Regions from separate parts of the Zea mays genome. Here regions 2, 3 and 4 are each linked to region 1. The links are chromatin contacts, called in public Hi-C maps. All regions are on one chromosome and are shown on one strand. The core of a region is the stretch at or near the end of the contact, and the rest is flanking DNA. Distances in the headings are between cores, read along the strand shown. Region 1 holds the start of LOC100285148 (uclacyanin-2). Region 2 holds the start of LOC100384163 (DUF506 family protein). Region 3 holds the start of LOC100382134. Region 4 holds the start of LOC103654012 (aspartyl protease family protein At5g10770).

The links. Hi-C and Micro-C count contacts between places; a contact is called where the count stands out from the background.
Region 2: a contact with region 1 is called in a Hi-C map of root tip, with 6 times the contacts expected there. The contact joins the promoter of LOC100384163 here to the promoter of LOC100285148 in region 1. A contact is called at or near these places in 8 of 25 Hi-C or Micro-C datasets (bundle sheath, ear, leaf and 3 more) and 2 of 3 datasets of contacts at active chromatin or transcription factors (leaf and seedling).
Region 3: a contact with region 1 is called in a Hi-C map of tassel, with 2.6 times the contacts expected there. The contact joins the promoter of LOC100382134 here to the promoter of LOC100285148 in region 1. A contact is called at or near these places in 3 of 25 Hi-C or Micro-C datasets (ear, leaf and tassel).
Region 4: a Hi-C map of leaf shows a contact between it and region 1, with 6 times the contacts expected there. The contact joins the promoter of LOC103654012 here to the promoter of LOC100285148 in region 1. A contact is called at or near these places in 3 of 25 Hi-C or Micro-C datasets (leaf and tassel).

What each region holds. Positions count from the first base shown.
Region 1 is chr4:169,173,342-169,177,730 of Zm-B73-REFERENCE-NAM-5.0, reverse strand. It overlaps LOC100285148 (uclacyanin-2), which reads left to right and starts at 1,455. Exons shown (of 2, transcript NM_001279696.3): 1 at 1,455-1,764; 2 at 1,918-2,576. The coding sequence starts at 1,572. The coding sequence ends at 2,390. LOC100283965 (aspartic proteinase nepenthesin-2) reads right to left here. Exons shown (of 2, transcript NM_001156863.2): 2 at 2,820-4,389. The coding sequence ends at 3,223.
Region 2 is chr4:168,976,334-168,980,440 of Zm-B73-REFERENCE-NAM-5.0, reverse strand. LOC100384163 (DUF506 family protein) reads right to left here and starts at 2,629. Exons shown (of 2, transcript NM_001176741.1): 1 at 2,088-2,629; 2 at 1,148-1,981. The coding sequence starts at 2,505. The coding sequence ends at 1,455. It also overlaps a transcript of LOC100285969 not described here.
Region 3 is chr4:168,928,237-168,932,386 of Zm-B73-REFERENCE-NAM-5.0, reverse strand. It overlaps LOC100382134, which reads left to right and starts at 2,145. Exons shown (of 1, transcript NM_001174895.1): 1 at 2,145-4,150. The coding sequence starts at 2,195. The coding sequence ends at 2,953.
Region 4 is chr4:169,041,865-169,046,038 of Zm-B73-REFERENCE-NAM-5.0, reverse strand. LOC103654012 (aspartyl protease family protein At5g10770) reads right to left here and starts at 1,899. Exons shown (of 2, transcript XM_008680838.4): 1 at 1,444-1,899; 2 at 1-1,314. The coding sequence starts at 1,606. The coding sequence ends at 65.

The DNA.
Region 1 (4,389 bases), core at 206-2,705:
CCATTTAAGGTTAAGTTCCAGTAGAAGACATCGTGTTCGTGAGACAACACAAGACCATCCATATGTGAAGGCAATCAAAATTTGTGGTAGTACCCTATGACAGGCACAAATATAAATACATTGCCCACACTTGTCCAGTACATGCGCACAACCATGGTAACTTTTTCTCTTTTTTTGTTGAAATTTTCAATATTTAATTGTGTTGTGAGACAATAACTCACAACCAAGGTCTGTAAACTACAGAAGACAACGCCACAATCTATGGGCATATTGGAACTTTTTTCAAAGGCATATAACGGGTACAGAGACAAATTTTCGAAATGTCTAGATCATCAGGCACTGTCTCAGCATCTGCTTTAACTCCTGTAAGATATACAAGGTTTTCTTTACTACCTTGAAATGCTTAGATATAAGGCTTGGTCGCTTTTTCAATGACCCAGGAATAACTAGGCAAGGATGACGCTTTTGGGCTGGTTGGACTGGTTCGCGTGTGACGCCGTTAATTACTGCCTAGGCGGCGGCTTAAAAACTGCCAATTACTAAAAATGAGACTATGTGTGGTTTTGTAATCTAATGGCGCATTCTCGTTTCTCTAGCAAATCTGCACTTTGTGATCAGTTTACACTTAACAACCTTTGCACAGGCAGTTCAAATATAATGATTTTAGGAAAAGGGCATCGGTTCAATCATTAGTCCTGGCTACCTAGTTTACCAAATTATGAGATCTTCAAACACATTTAGTAGATGCTCCATAATTCGAAATATTATGATCGGCCAGCTGCTTCAGATAAACTATTGCTCACTTGAGAATCATACAAACTACTGATACCGATTGACATACAACGTTTCATTGAGCTCAGAACATCCTACTAACAAGAGAACGGGAGTTTCACCTGCTGCGTGAGGCTGTGAATCTCGTTGGGCCGCATAAGGCGGCCCGTGAAGTCGAGGCCAAGACCACCTTCTGGCCCACGCGCTCGCCGCTCGCCTGAGCCGGTCAGCTCGCTTCCCACCCGCTCGCGCCACGTCTTCCTCCACGCCGGCAGCATCTAGCTTTTTTTTTACAATTTAAATATATTTGGCCTAAAAGAAAGCTGAGCCCAACCATGCAATGCGTGCGGTTTTGCTTCGCACCATCGACTGGTTTGTGAGTCCGGCGGTAACAAAATCAAGGCTGAGACCTGAACTGGCACTGACACTGGCACGCACCAACCTCTCCGCCGCGCCTCTTACCGCGGCAGTCACGGACCGTCCAAATGGGCACCGGGAAGCTCTAATCAACGGCTCTGCCTCTTCTCCACGACTCCAACTACCCCAAGCATTTCGCACGTACGCGGTCCACCACTCCACGTATCCACCATCTCGCTCTCTCTCTCGCGCGCGCGCCGGCGCCGCTCCCTTCCGATCCGCCTATCTAGGTCTATATAAACACCCCGCCCCACGCACTGGTCAGTGCTCACACACGCGCCGAACACACCAGTTCTCTAGAGCAGCACCGTTCGTCCATTCGCCCACGCACGCCGCGTGATCCGATCGCGCGCGTAGGGCTCCATCGATCCGCTACCGCTACAATGGCAATGTCGTACACCACCCTCCACTACTTCGCCGTCTCCTGCGCCCTCCTCGTGGCATCGGTGTCGTCGCTGCCGCCGCCGGCGGTGTTCCAAGTCGGCGACGAGCGCGGGTGGACGGTGCCGGCGAACGGCACCGAGACGTACAACCACTGGGCCAAGAGGAACCGGTTCCAGGTCGGCGACGTCCTGGGTATGTGACAGTGATACGCGCACACTTAATTAATTACTCTTGTCGTACCGTGCCTGTAACTAACCTCTGTCGGAATGCGCGCGTGTTTGATCGACACGGCGCGTCGTCGACGCCGACGCCGCGCGCGTACGTGGTCGTGGTGCATGCATGCAGACTTCAAGTACGGCGCCAACGACTCGGTGCTGCTGGTGGCGCACGACGACTACAAGCAGTGCAGCACGGAGACGCCGCTGGGCCGGTTCACCGGCGGCGACACCAAGTTCGCGCTGGACCGCTACGGCCCCGTCTACTTCGTCAGCGGCGTCGCAGGCCACTGCGAGGCGGGACAGCGGATGATCGTGCGGGTCATCAGGCCCGGCGCCTCCGCACCGCGCGGCGCCCCTGTGGCGGCGCCGGCGACGCCGCCAACCGCGAGTGGCAGTGGCAGATCAGGCGCGCCCAGCCCGGCCACCTCGCCGGCCGGCTCCGGCTCCGGTTCCAGTTCCACTTCTCCGAGCCCGAGCCCGAGCCCGAGCCCGCTGCCGCAGGCCAGCGGTGCGTCTAGGCGCGTGCTCGTGTCGTCCGTTGCAGTTGGGCTTGTGCTCTTGGTTGCCTGTGCCATCACCCTGTCGTCCGTGGTGGCTTGATTAAACTTAGAAGTCTGTTTTCTGCATTCATGTACTTAGTGCGCCGTCAGTTTAGGAAGTAATGTTAGCTTGTCGAGATCTAGGAGGTATACGCGTGTCGGTTAGGAATGGTTGGGCCACTGGGCCGAGTCCGCATGCTCTTTATGTTAAAGACTTGGTAATTTCAAATAAATGGAGTTCTTGCCATGCTCTAAGGCTAATTGGGATTTTAATCTCGTTTTCTTATTACATTTTTGATTTTTTATTCGAACTTGAAGCCACCATTTACCCTCTGCTCTACTATTATTAGATTAATGCCGAATGGATGAATTTAAAAAAGGAAGAATCGAAAACAATTTGGTTAAAAAGTTTAATTATTCAGTCAATGTTCACTAATCAATTGTGTGTTCGGATCTGAGCGTTCGTCAGATACAGATACAGCATATAAATGTAGTTTATATATATATCTATATTCATTATCATAAATGTGAACAGAAAAAATGGACTACAAGAGAACTATATTTTGAGACGGAGTGAGTAATATATAAGGAACATTAGCTCGCCCAAAAGGCTGTATACACCATAATTAATCATCGCACCAAGCGCAATACAATAATATATCATTAATCTTTTATAGTCATCAATCAGGTGACATTAAGATTATCTTTTAGCTTTTAGTAGTTTGCACACTTGCATGCATGACGTTATTGCATGCTATCGCAAAGATAATTAAAATCGAAGTAGTATGTATATGTTTTGCACTTCTTCCATTTACGTTGCACTCGCAACCCAAACGAGCACAGTACGTACTCCCGGCCGGTATTGTCAATGTCCTTGCGCCGATCACGATCGATCAGCACGCCCCAGCCCTGAACCCCACGACGCCCCGGCCAACGTCGTACAGCACCTCGAACGTCCGCTGCTGCACGTTGCCGATGATGCCCAAGGAGCTGTCGTCGCTGTTGCCCGCGAAGGCGAGGCAGTTGCTGAGGATGATGCCGCTGGCGTCGAGGCTGACAACGGCGCCCCCGGAGAAGACTAGCGCGACGGACGGTATGCTGACGCTGGACTGGCCGCTGAAGTCAAAGCAGGTGTCGAGGATGCCGCTCGGCTGCGCCGGCGGGTACTGCTTCATCCCGGCCTTGAACGCCGACGACAGCGCCGAGTAGGCGGTCGGCGGCAGCCGCGTGATGACCGTGCCCGAGTCCATGACCGTCCCAGCGGAGAAGACCGAGGCGGGTATGCTGAGCTGCCTCCCGCCCACCCTGATGGCCTGGAGGCGCACGCCGTAGAACGTGGGGACCTGGCTGCTCCTGAGCATCGGCGTCTTGACGAAGCCCGAGGTTCCGCTACCGCCAGCAGCGCCGAGCGTGAGGAACCCGGAGGAGCTCGGTGTCGGCGGGAGGCAGTACGAGAAGGCCCTGCCGAGCGTCCCCGCCGTCTGTGACACCAGCGACTGCGCGCCGCCGCCGAGCCCCATGAGCCCGTCGGTCTGGTCGTTGAAGCCCGACTCCACGTTGCTGCACCCGAACTGGAAGCTCCTGACGGCGCTGGAGCCCAGGGCGAGCGTGTCGGAGCTGTAGGTCCCCGTGGTGCTGGAGCCGTCGCCGTACGTGACAATGTACTGGCACTGGGAGCTGGAGGAGCAGCCGTTGCCTTCCTGGCCGAGCTGCGCGCAGTCGGCGGAGCCGCAGGAGAACGGGGAGTACGTGCTCGACGAGCTGGGGTCGAAGAGTGGGTCCGCCTGGGAGTGGCACTGCGAGCACGGCTTGCACTGCACCCACGACACGTCGCTGCCGGTGTCGATGAGCATGGTCTGGGACGTGGCCGGCGAGCCCAGGCCTACGGTGATCAGGTACTCCAGCGTGTTCAGGGAGGTGCCCAGGGCCGTCGGCACGGTGGCGTCCGATCGCTGGACGTCACCACCAGCGCCACCGCCGCCTGAGAACTTCCGCTGGATGTAGGCAGCTCGGAGCTGATCGCGGTGGAGCGTCTCCTCCAACGTCGGCATCTTCTTGGT
Region 2 (4,107 bases), core at 1,380-3,879, 200 kb after region 1:
CGACCACACCACCGATTATGCTATCGACCATCGTCGGTCCTTATCTACCATAATGCTCTAGTGCACATCCTTTATCGTCGGACTACATCCACATCATCACCGTATCAGCTTTTCATTTACATAATATAATTTAAAACAAAACACAAAACACGATGTTTTTCTTAGAAAAAAACACATATGTTTTATGTTTTATATTCTATACCCAACCATAATATAGATATTTTTATTGAAAACGGGGGAATAAAGTTGGGTCATGTCAGGCCTAACTCGTTGTGCCGCACCTAAGGCCCAAATACGGTACGGTGTTGATACGGGCCCGGTAAACAATGTGTCGGACTGAGCTCTGGCCAAGCTACAGCGTGCTGGGGTCATCTAGCAGGTCTTGCCCATTTGCACATGTACACTCGTACACCAATGATATGCCCGTGCAAACAGGCATCGACACAAGTAAGGCTATGCGCAACGCTACCCCCTTGGCAGCCCCCTCCCCTTGCATGTGGCGCGTAGGGGACACTCTACGGCCGCAGCGGTGCCTCCTACGGCGCCCCCTACGTGCCGGCCCCCTTCTCTCTCCCCCCAGATATAGCGTGTCACTGTTCATCCCCCAAACACTATGCTGTAGATCCACGAGTAATTGTTAGTAGATAAAAAATTGATAGTTGGTATAGAAAATGATATTTTATAGTGGTAGTGGGATATAGAGGGAGTATTTAGGGGGAACTGTTGTGGGAGATAAAAAAATAGGGAGAAAAATAGGGGGAAAAGTGATATAGGGGAAAAAATTTAGGGGTAACGGTTACGAATAGTCTAAGACAATAGCCTATGCAAGCAACGCTACCAGGTGTGAGTGCAACGCGGTTGTCATGTCATTGATTGAAGTATATGATCCTCGTACGCCGTTCAAGTCTTTCGGCTGCTTATGGTAAAGGTTTAAACCATGTTTGAACAACTATCACATTTTAATAAAATCTACTTATATAATTTATAGGAAATGTAGCAACTTACGAGTACTCGGTGAAATAGAAAGAGAGAGACTTGACAGTTGTATGACTTATTGTGCTAATTTATTGTTGAGCTGACTTGGTTTTATGTTTATTAATTAGAATGGTAACTAAGAAAAAGATAACATGATACTGTAATTGAAATAACATAATAGAAAATAGTATCATTAGTTTTTTTTATCACAGCATCTGTTACAATTTAATAGGATGACATAAAGATGTCTTACCATATCCCATATACATGTTGGTACTACCTACGAATTCAATCATGGAACCAAAATGTACAGCCATATACAGTAAGTTCAATATGATTTTTTAACCCTCACGCCAAAATATGAGTCATACGAATTCTACATAATTCATGGCCCAAGAGAATACTGCTACCGAAAACAAAGAGGCCTCTGAAAGCCTGAACAATCCTCCCTCCCGCGATCCTTCCTGCCACGTCACAACTCAGAATCCTCTGAACAAGGGCCTCACTCTCACCAGTGCCTCCCGCCCCATGACCCCCTGCCGGCGTCCCATCTCCATTCCGCAATTCTTCCCCACGCCAGGCCGCCGGGCACGCGCTGCTGCCCTCGGTCCTCCTTCAGCGCGTGGCCCCGTCGCCGCCGCCACCGGTGCCGCGGCTTCCGTTCTCTCGAACCGCGCGGACCATTTGGCCTGCACGTACGACGCGCGCCTCCACGGCGGCACGTGCATGCCCGCGCCGCGGATGGACTCCGCCGCTGCGGCGCACATTGCCGCGGCGAGTTCCTTCAGAGCTGGTGGACTCGACACGAGCACTGGCGGCAGGGAGGAGAGGAGGTCCTGGTACTCGGCGCTCGGCCTCGCGACCTCGAATTCGGCTGCCACGTTTACCTCCACGATGTAGCGAGCTGACGGCAGCGGCGGCGGCGAGCCCACTGTCACGTCCACGTACTCGTACGTGCCCGGCGCGGCGATGCTGCTGGTTCTTCCCCACGACGATCTGCAGAGACCTGCTTGAATGAATGCCCGAGCCGAGCACAAAAAGGAATGTTAATGTCCCGTGTTGTATATATGATATTGAAAAATGAGAACTGCAGAGCAGTAGAGCATTATTACGGGCGTCGTAACCCCTCGCACGGAGCCGCTCCACAAGGTGCTTCCTAATCCCGCCGCCGCCGCCAACGGCGGCTGGCCCGGCGTCTCGGACAATGCGCTCCGCCTCGGCGCGGATCCGTACGGCTGCCGCGTCGGCCGCCGCATCCGCCAGCGTCAATCGCAAAGCTTCCTTCCACTCCGTAGCCCGGGACGCCACGGCATCCTTGGCGACGGCGCCGCCGTCCGTGCCGTGCTCGCCGTATCCGTTGTAGAACTCGTCGACCGAATCCATCAGATCGTCGTCGGCGTCCGCAGCGCCGCCGGACGGCGCCGGCGATGGCGCGACGGTGTCGCTGATGAACGGGCCCCGTAGCCGCGCCCTCGCCGCCTCGTCGAGCGCCGCTGTTGCCTTCTTGTACGCACCCGGGAAGAACTCCATTGTCACCACGCCGATTGCTGCGCTGATCAAGGCCTCGGTTGGTGGAACGTGAAGCACCAATTGTATGGGTGTGTGGGTGGTTGTTTGTGCCGGCTGTTGCAAACTCGGCCTGCCCTACTTGGCGATTGGCGTGTAGTTCCACGACGGTTGTGCTGTTATGTATGTTTCGGTGGGCGTGCGGACTGGGCGGAGATAGAGCCTGACTGTAAACGTGTCCAGGTTCATCGTATACAGCTTCCATATGTCCAGGTGCGATGAATTGGACGCATCATGTAAAATCCGTGTTGTGTATGAGCGCTCGTCACCGTACTCCAGTTGTATGATGAAGAAGTCACACTGCTCACTGGTCACTTCACGTACACTGTCACTATCACTGTCATAGTAGTGTCATGATTCATGAACAAAGGGTTGCTTTGTTTCCCCCCAAGGAAATTTGCAATGAACGTTCAATCAAACACAATGCGTCCAGGTACATCGCTCATGATTGTAAGGTACTAGTACATTGCTCCGCAGAAATTCTAGAGCAGTCTCCATATTATAGGGGTGTTTGAATGCACTAGCTAATAGTTAGTGGCTAAAATTAGTTAAAGACATCCAAACACCCTAGCAATTATTAGCTATTTTTAGTAAATTAGTTAATATTTAGTTAGTTATTTGTTAGCTAGCTAATTCCACTAGCATTTTTTAGTCAACTAATTATTAGCTCTAATACATTCAAACACTCCCTATATCGAGAATATAAAAGAGTAAAATGTGCCCGACTAAGACCCTGTTCGAAAGCAACCCACTAAGGCCCTATTCCGAAGCAACCTAATTTTTAAGTATCTTTTAGGTAGAAGAGACCAATTTTTAAGAAACTGAAAATATAATTTCTATAATCTAAGTCATAAACTGATTTGTTTGAAACCATCTCAATTTCTATAAACCAAATTGTTAAAAACTGGGCCTAAAGGTCTTGAATTTTTTATTGTTTCTCAGTTGAGTTCTCGAAGGTTTAGGGTTGCAGGTCCAAATCTTCAAAAATACTAAGTGATGTGGCAGTCCTCACAATGGAGGAACAAATATCAACAGGTGTTGCTACGTTCTTCACCACCACACCTTCGGAGCATGCCCAGCCCACGGAATGCGCCACAAGCAGTACAGCAACCGCGCCGAGTCCTGGACATGTCAACGGTACGTCGCAGTGCACGCCTCGCCAAAAATCGACCCAAGACACATGTTGAAATTGCGTTGCAGGAGTCTGTTGCCATGCTCGATGGACCTCTGCCGGCGCAGCCGCCCAGGTGGTTGCTGCGGCTGCGCTAGCTCGGCAAGACGGCAATGGAGATAAATGATGTTCTCATCAAAATGGCGGGAGAACTAATCGCCGACCTCCAGGACGCGTTGGTGCCTACGGAAACCTGAACTCGCCCCACCTGATGGCCATGAACCAAACAATCGTCCCATCCCATCCCATCATTTCAACCAAACACACCATTAGATTGGACATAGGAAGTGTAAATTGAAACGGATGAAGTAGCTGCAAACATTACAAACTGACAGAAGGATTGGAAACTTAAAGCTAGTGGCGTGCGTTAGCAGGCTGATGGTGATATATTGCAT
Region 3 (4,150 bases), core at 896-3,395, 250 kb after region 1:
CATTTAGTCTATTTGTATAGTGGTTAACTCTTCACTATTAATGTAAGACTTTATTTGTCCCTCTCTTATGTCGAAGTCGGCTATAAGTTTACAACCTACTTCTTCTCTCTCCTCCACCTTAGCATTTAGCTAGATTATAGCCTCTTAATATACTTGCTCTATGCTTGGATGCCTTACCGATCTTCATCCATTTATTAATATTTTGACTCCCCAACTTTTAATGCCACTTGTAAAACCACTTTCCAAATTACCAAATGATTATCGTTCTCTCTAGTTCAAGGTGGGACATGTGCTGCCATATATTCATGGGAGCCATCAAATCTATAATTCCCAGCCACACTGTAGCATACTTTCCTCATATGCAACAACCAACAAAGGAGCAAAAACATATAGGGAGGGCATGTACTGTACTTAGGAAACAATGATTTTAGAATCCGTTTTCGATTTTTTTAATCTGATTCACCGGTAACATTAATTTTTAGAAACAGAATCGGTTATCGAAATCTTGTATTGAAATCACTGTGGTGTTCTACCAATTGTTTCTTTTGGTTATCGAAATTAGTCGAAATTTACCAAATTTAGGTCTCGGAATTAATAATAAAGCTTGGTAGGTATGAAAACGTTTTCGGAATTTATAAAAGTGTTTTTTTTATTTTTTTCGATCCAAATCACCTGTTATCAGAATATTGTATCGAAATCAGTGTGGTGTTTTATCGACTCTTTTCTTTAGTTACCGAAATTAGTCCAAATTTACTGAATCTAGGTCTCATAATTGTCCAAAATTAATAATAAAGCCCGGTATGTATGAAAACGGTTTCATATTTTTTGGAATTTAGGAAACCATTTTTTTTATTCGAATTCACCGGTAAGGGTAATTTACGGAAACAGAATCGGTTATCGGAATTTTGTATCGTAATCAGTGTGGCTTTTACCGATCGTTTCCTTCGGATATCGAAATTAGTCGGAAATTACCTAATTTAGGTCTCAGAATTAATAACAAAGTCTGGTATGTACGAAAATAGTTTCTAGATTTATTTGGAATTCTAGAAATTGTTTTCAGTTTTTCGACCGGATTCGCTGGTAAGGGTAATTTTTGAAAACGAAATCGGTTATCGGAATATTGTGAACTTGTGACCTTCGTAAACTTGTCAACTTGTGAAATGTGAGTATTTGAACTTGCGATCTTTGTGAACTTGTTGTGTTGTGATTTGTGAACTTGTGATCTTTGTATACTTGTTATATTGCGAACTTGTCAAGCATGTGAATTATGAACTTGTCAACTTATGATCTTTGTGAACTTGTAGATTGTGAACTTATTATGTTTTCAACTTGTGATAATTGTGATATTGTTATATTTTGATATCGTTATATTGAGATATTTTAATATTGTTATGTTTATCAATCATATTTAAATTTCGACAGTTACCGATGCATTTTTCGTTACGAACTTTCGTTTCTGATGTTTTCAAAATACCGATTTCGTTTCCGTATCCGGAGTTATCATTTTTTTATCTTGTTTCTGGTAAAAAAATGAAAACGAAAATGGTTTTAGCATTTGTGAGCCGTTTCCATCCCTACCCTAACTATACTAGCTAACATCTGATACAAAGATTACAAAGATAGGCGGAAACTAATCGTAGCTAGTTTGGTACTCAAGTTAAGAACAACGTACCCCTCTACATTGACGAATTGGAGCATAAGTTAGAAGAGATCGAAGACTCGAAAGACCGGCACACATAACGTACTACTGCTGCCCTTCACTTCGCTAAATCATGTCAAGTGGTATTAGGGCATATACAACCCATATAATTGCTTTGTGTATTAAAGAGTACGGAGGGATAAGTATAAAAAAATATAAGAGATGGTATCTTGGTGAAAAAATGTCTGTAGCATAATTTTCTAAGTCTATATACGGTTGCACATATACAACACACATAAATAAGTCATATTTGGAGGGGTTATAGTAAATAAGATATAAGACGTAGATACATTAGATTATATAAAATGGTTTATTAGGTATATCTACGAGAAACCGCAATATAGTATTTGTACAAAGCTAGCAATGTTGGTAGCGGTGCATCTTTGTCGTTCATGTTTCTGGTCAAACACAAGGCCAGCCTGCACCGGCCGGTCACCGCAAAATTCCAATAATCCAATCACTCATTCCTCCCTCTCCCTCCCTCTCTCAATCGCGATGCAAGCCGCGTTATTTTGGGGGTCCGTAGGCAAGAACAGGGAACGCACGGCACGCTCCACTCCAGGAAGCCACAAAAAAAAAAAGACACCCACGCTCAGGCGAATGCGATGGCATTGCGCAGCCATGGAACGGCCGATCACCAGAGCCATTGGATACCTACCACCCCTCGATGCGTCTCATCAAGGACTTGGACGGAGGACCAGGACGTCCATCGATCGCTGGCAATGCATGCCGCATGCGACACACGACGACACGAGACGGAACTTGCCAAATGCTCCCAGCACCACGCCCGAAAATCAGGTGGGTACCCTGCTAGCGCGGCCTAGCGTCCTGACGCGGGGACCGGCCGGCCCACGCCTCAGCCGAGGCTCGGCACGGCAGTCGGCGGAACTGCACTGCACACGCTCCCAGGCAGCGCCGCCGCAGCTGCAGCTCGTCGGCACAGCACTCCGTGTCCTCGTCGCTTTGGCCGTGCGCGGAAGGCACAGTGGAGCGGGCAGGCACCGGTCGTCCGGATCTGCGCTGTCCGCGCGAGCGGCGCCACGCCAGCGAGCCGACCACGATTTTATGGGAGAATTCAGACAGCGACGACCGTACCTGCATGAGCGGGCTCGTGCTCATGCGCGAGGTTTTTCTGGCTGGATGCGGCCGGACCGCCAATTCGCGAAACAAGCGGGGCAAGCGCTGTACTGCTGTCCGCCTGTCCCCGACGCGGGCTGTCTCAGTGCACTGCTCAGCACAGCAGGAGTGCAGTGAGCCTCTGAGCCAGCAAGTGAGACAGTGACCCCCATGAGAACGATGCTCGCGTGCAAGTGCACTGTACCCGGCGTAGGCGTAGCGTTGACGTTTCGGCTGGGCATTCTCAGGTTCGCCTCGCCTGTCACGGAGGGCATAGGTCAGCTCACTCATACGGCCGTACGTAGGTTTTACTGAAGAACACGCAAAAGTCGAGAGGATCGTAGGGCCAAATGTGAAGAAGCAACACTGCAACAGCGAATATAGGAACTGGTGGAAAGAAAGTCACAAGAGTGCCAATGTAGGCAGCTATCAGCTTGCCCAAGGCCCAAGGTGAAGGTTTTCCATGCATACTGGTTTGGCGGTGATTATACGGAGGCTGCATATTTTGCATGTCTGCATGACTGCATATTTTGCTTTAGCGCTGAGATAAAACCATAAACGACCCCATATGAATATGAGAGACAAAAGCTAAAATTTATCCCGGCCACCATGTTAAAGAACGAGCTGTTTGCGTTCTCGCTCACAGTGCATGTAAATAAATAGAAAGGCAAAGGCACTGTATGTACACCATCGTGGACTCGTGGTTTCGACGTGAAGTCTCAAGAAAGACACCAAACTTAAAACAGGTCGAGAAAAAATCGTCACAGCTGACAAGGGAAAAACACACACAGATCAACCCAAGCACAAACGTGCACACCATGATCTGGAAACCGTGAGATTATCCACAGCCCTCTGCAAGCTGGGAGTAATATAGTACTACGTACGAAGGAAATGATTGCAGGCGAGGGAGCAAAAACTACTCGCTCTCTCCTTCGGTTCCAAAATAGATAACGTTTTTTTATTTTTAGATACCATATTTAGCTACTTATATTGTTTTTTTATAAATAATAAATTAAATAAATCTATGTATAGTAATAAAATAAGTCGTAATAAAATAAATAATACCTATGTAAAAAAACTTGAATAAGATGAATAGCCAAACAAGATGTCTAGAATTCAAAAAATCTCACTGAACGAGAGAGCAAGAGCAAGAAGATGATTGCTTGCTGCAACTGGGGAGTAATAAGTAATGTGAGCGAGAATGCGAGATCGAATGCCTGGCCTGCCCTTGTATGCCGCGACGCCGATACGTGTAGGCCGCCGGTTACCGCCGCGGAATTTCGACGCCGCTGTTCTCCTCCTCCGTTCTTCGGTGATGGAAAGACGGAGCTGCCG
Region 4 (4,174 bases), core at 650-3,149, 130 kb after region 1:
GTACTTACAACTAGCAGTAATGTGTAATCAGAAGTCGACGGCTGTTAATCGGTGAGTAGATGGATCAGCAAGAGCTGGGTCTGAACCCGACGGAGGAGCCGTCGATTCGCACCTCGAACGAACGCTGCTGAACGTTGCCGAGGATGGCCATGCTACCGTCACTGCCGCTGGACGCGAACGCGAGGCAGCCGAACGACATGATCCCGTCGGCGCCCAGCGTCATGGTCGCGCCGCTGCTGAACGTGAGCGCCACACTCGTGAGGTTCACGGTGCCGTACCCAGCGAAGCTGTAGCACGTGTCCAGGATCCCGATCGGCGGCGCGGACGGGTACGAGGCCATGCCGCTGCGGAACGCGGACCGCAGCGCCGCGTACGCGGCCGGGGGCAGGCGGGTGATGACCGTGCCGGTGTCCACCACCGTCCCGGCGGCGAACGCCGACGCGGGCACGCTCAGCGGCTGCCCGCCGACGCTGATGCCCGTCAGCATCACAACGTAGTATGTCGGCGCGTTCGGCGACGGCAGCAGCTGCGTCGTGGAGAAGCCCGGCGCTACGCCGGACGGCCCGCCCAGCGTCAGGTACCCCGTGGTGGACGACTTCGTCGGGAGGCAGTAGGAGAAGACCCCGCCGTACGCGCCCGCCGTCTGCTGCACGAGCGACGGCTGCTCGCGGCCGAATCCGAGAAGCCCGTCGATGCCGGTGAACAGCCCGCCGCTCTGCGCGTGCCCGCAGCCGAACAAGAAGCCCTGCACCGTGGCGTTCGCCGCCAGAGTCAGCGTGTCGGAGCTGTACACGCCCGTGGTGTTCGACCCGTCGCCGTAGCTGACCACGTAGCCGCACTGCGCCGCCGAGCAGGCGGACGCGTAGATGCCCAGCCCCGCGCACGCGGACCTACCGCACGGCACGGCGGCGTAGGACGACGACTGGGCGGGGTCGAAGAGCGGGTCCTTCTGCCTGTAGCACGACGGGGCCGCGCACGGCTTGCACTGCACCCACGACAGGTCGCTGCCGGTGTCCACCTCCAGCGTCTGCGCCATGCCCGGCGTGCCGAGGCTCGCCGTCACCACGTAGTTGGACGTGCCGATGTCGTACCCCCAGTTCGCCGGCACCGTCGCCGCCGCCGCCTTATAGTCCCACAGCTGAGGCGCGCCGCGCCCCGACACCCTCCTCAGTATGTGCTCCGCCCGGCGCTGGTCCGCGCGCAGCGTGTCAGCGACCGACGGGGCCGCCAGGGAGGACGCCCGCAAGGGGGCGCACGGCCCGTGCCGGTGCGTCAGCCGCAGCACGGTGAACGTGTCGTTCTGCTGCGGCGCAACTGAAACATCGCCGAATTCCAGCCAGCGAATCAACGCCTATCGAAACCGAAGCTCCCAAGTCCCAACAAACACACACACACACAGCGGAAAGAGAAACTGAAACAATTGATCAGGCTGGCTGGCAATACCTGGGTCGGAGGCGCTGCACGTTGAGGACGGCGCGAAGCTGGCGGCGGAGACGGTGACGTAGGCCGGCGCTACCGCGGCGCCATGGCAGCAGAGCAAGAAACCGAGTGCTCCGGCGCAGAGGAGTGACAAGAGGAGCGCGTGCCGCACCACGGGGGAGCCCATGGCGCCTTGGTTCGGCTCGGATGGGGACAAAAGACGGTGCCTAAATAAGGAGGACAAATCGGCCCGCCGTCCTCGGCGGAGCGAGTGCGACGCGCGACATGACCAAGTGCGCCGGAGGGCGAGCCCATCATCTAAAACCTGTGGAATTCTTGGTCCTTTGGCGCGGTTCGCGGTAGGCGGACTGGCAGAGTCGCTGCTGCCCGTGTTGTCTATACTGATTCTTTTCTCCCATCGGTGTCGCGCCCACGGCCACCGGCGCGGCCAGCTCTTGGGCACGATAGCACGAATGCACGATGCGATGCGAACCAACAAATGGTCTTTTTCGGTAGGTCCTCCAGCACCGGACATCTTGCATGATCGATCCCAAGCCAAGTCCATACAACTGACCGAGACCAATCGAATTGACCTATGATCCAACATAACACCAGTCAATTTTGGACGTACTCGATCAGGTCACTTTGATTGAACTTCCATCGTCTGTTGTATGTACTTGGGCCTTGCAAATTTCAGCAAACTTGTCTTCTGGGTACGAGTGTGATGAAGGAGCTTATTGTATATGAGACATGGAATTATGTTATCTGGTTAGGGCGGAGAAGATCAAGGAACATGACTTAGCTACGATAGATCGGGTGGGTTGCTAGTGTGAAGGGCAAGTTAGAGGATTAGATGCGATGGATCGTGTGGTGATGAACCTAGAGAAAGGACTTGGCACCGATAGACCAAGTGCAATGGTGAAGAGGAAGTGAAGTTATAATCAATGGATAATAAGGTCATGTGATGACATGAAGTGGATCATATTATTAAAGGGATATCAACCAAGTGTTGATTTGTGTTGATGATCAAGTGGCCTGATGAAGAACGATGGAGTAACTTTATGCTATGTTCAATGATCAAATGTAGCATGGTTGGCTACACTATGCATGATCAGCGTTCATCATTTGATGAAGGATGATGGAGAAACTTCGTGCTATGATCCAAGGTAGCACGATTGGCTATACTATGGATGATCGTTGTTCATCATTTGATGAAGGATGATGGAGAAACTTCATGTTATGTGCAAAGATCAAAGGTAACATGGTTGAATACACCAATGGGTGATCATTGTTCATCATTTGATGATAGAGGTTGTGCATGTGTAGCGTCATCGTTTGAAGAGATGGAATGGAATGTGCATGTCAAAGGTACGAATTGCAGGGCATTTAATTTCACTGATCAAAAAAGTTGTGTAGAGAAGTGTATGGCCGGATTTAGGATAGATGGTCGTACTATTGAGGCGGGTAAACTTGTTTGGATATCTATCATCTAGAGCCGCTGAGTGATCTAATTTTGTATATGTTGCTAGGTTCAAGTGGCGATTGAAAGTTGTGAGAAAAACTTTTGGAAAATGGTTTGAAATGCTAACTAAGGCTTAAAGGTGTTGATCATCCTGTGGGAGATCATGTGTTGGCATGCTTTGGAAAAGTCTTTTGGGTATGCTCCTAACTTAGGGTTGGATCTTGCAGTTGGAATTCTAAGTTGACCTATTGTGTTTCATATCTCTTATTTAAGTGGGTTGTGTATCTCTTTTAGTAATCTATCCAAAGTCCAAGATCATCGAAATCGAAGTTTGGGTGAAGAAGTTGTGGATGTTTTATTCGACTGGTAAGTCTTGCTCGAAAATTCTGAACAATCTCCCAAATTTCTAAACTTTGCTTTCATGTGAGTGCCTTCCCCAGACCAAAAATTATGCCCCTTATAACTTTTGAGGTGGGGTGGCCAGGAATTCTAAGGTGGGAGTGCATGCGCATGTTGACCATATTGACCTACCGTTAACATTAGTTTGAGTTGCTCCAGAATACCTGAGGATAGTGTGCCAGAAATTCCAAGGTGGAGGTTGAAAACCCCCCAACAACTAGTTTTTTTGCTCTCTATATAAATAGAGAGGGTGGCCAAACTGGTTCAAAAGAGAGCACCTCGAGCATGTGTTTCCCAAGTGTTGAGCTTAGTGTTGGGCCTCTACTCACATATGGTTGCTAGAGAACACATCCAAGTGTGTGAGAATGATTCCTAATGCATTGCATAGAGAGATTACATCGAGTAGCACTATGTGATCAAGTTGTAAGCCAATGGTACTTGTTACATCTAACAATCTAGCATATCAGTTTACTAAGAGCATGTCATGTAACATGGTGGATTTTGCATCGAGTGAGATGGGCTTGGGACCCACATAAATTCTATTATAGTCGTAACTTGTCCTATGTGATCAGAGGTCCCATGCAGTAGGATGGTTAAAAAAGATATTATTAGACTGAGAGGAAGGACCCTTAACAAAGGTCCATTTTAGATGCACGCTTGTACTTTTCTGTAAGACGGGATGGTTTTTACCTTAATATGTTACAAATGTCTTATTAGAGCAAATATGTTGCCCTACAAGACATCTTTTGGGGAATATACTTATATGAGTTTGACTGCTAGTCATAGTATATAAGATCTTAGTGGTCTCTAAATACTAAAGAAAGGCTATAGAGTTTGATTTATATGTTCCAACTAGAGGGGATGCTTTTGGCAATCTAGTACGAGTACCGAGCT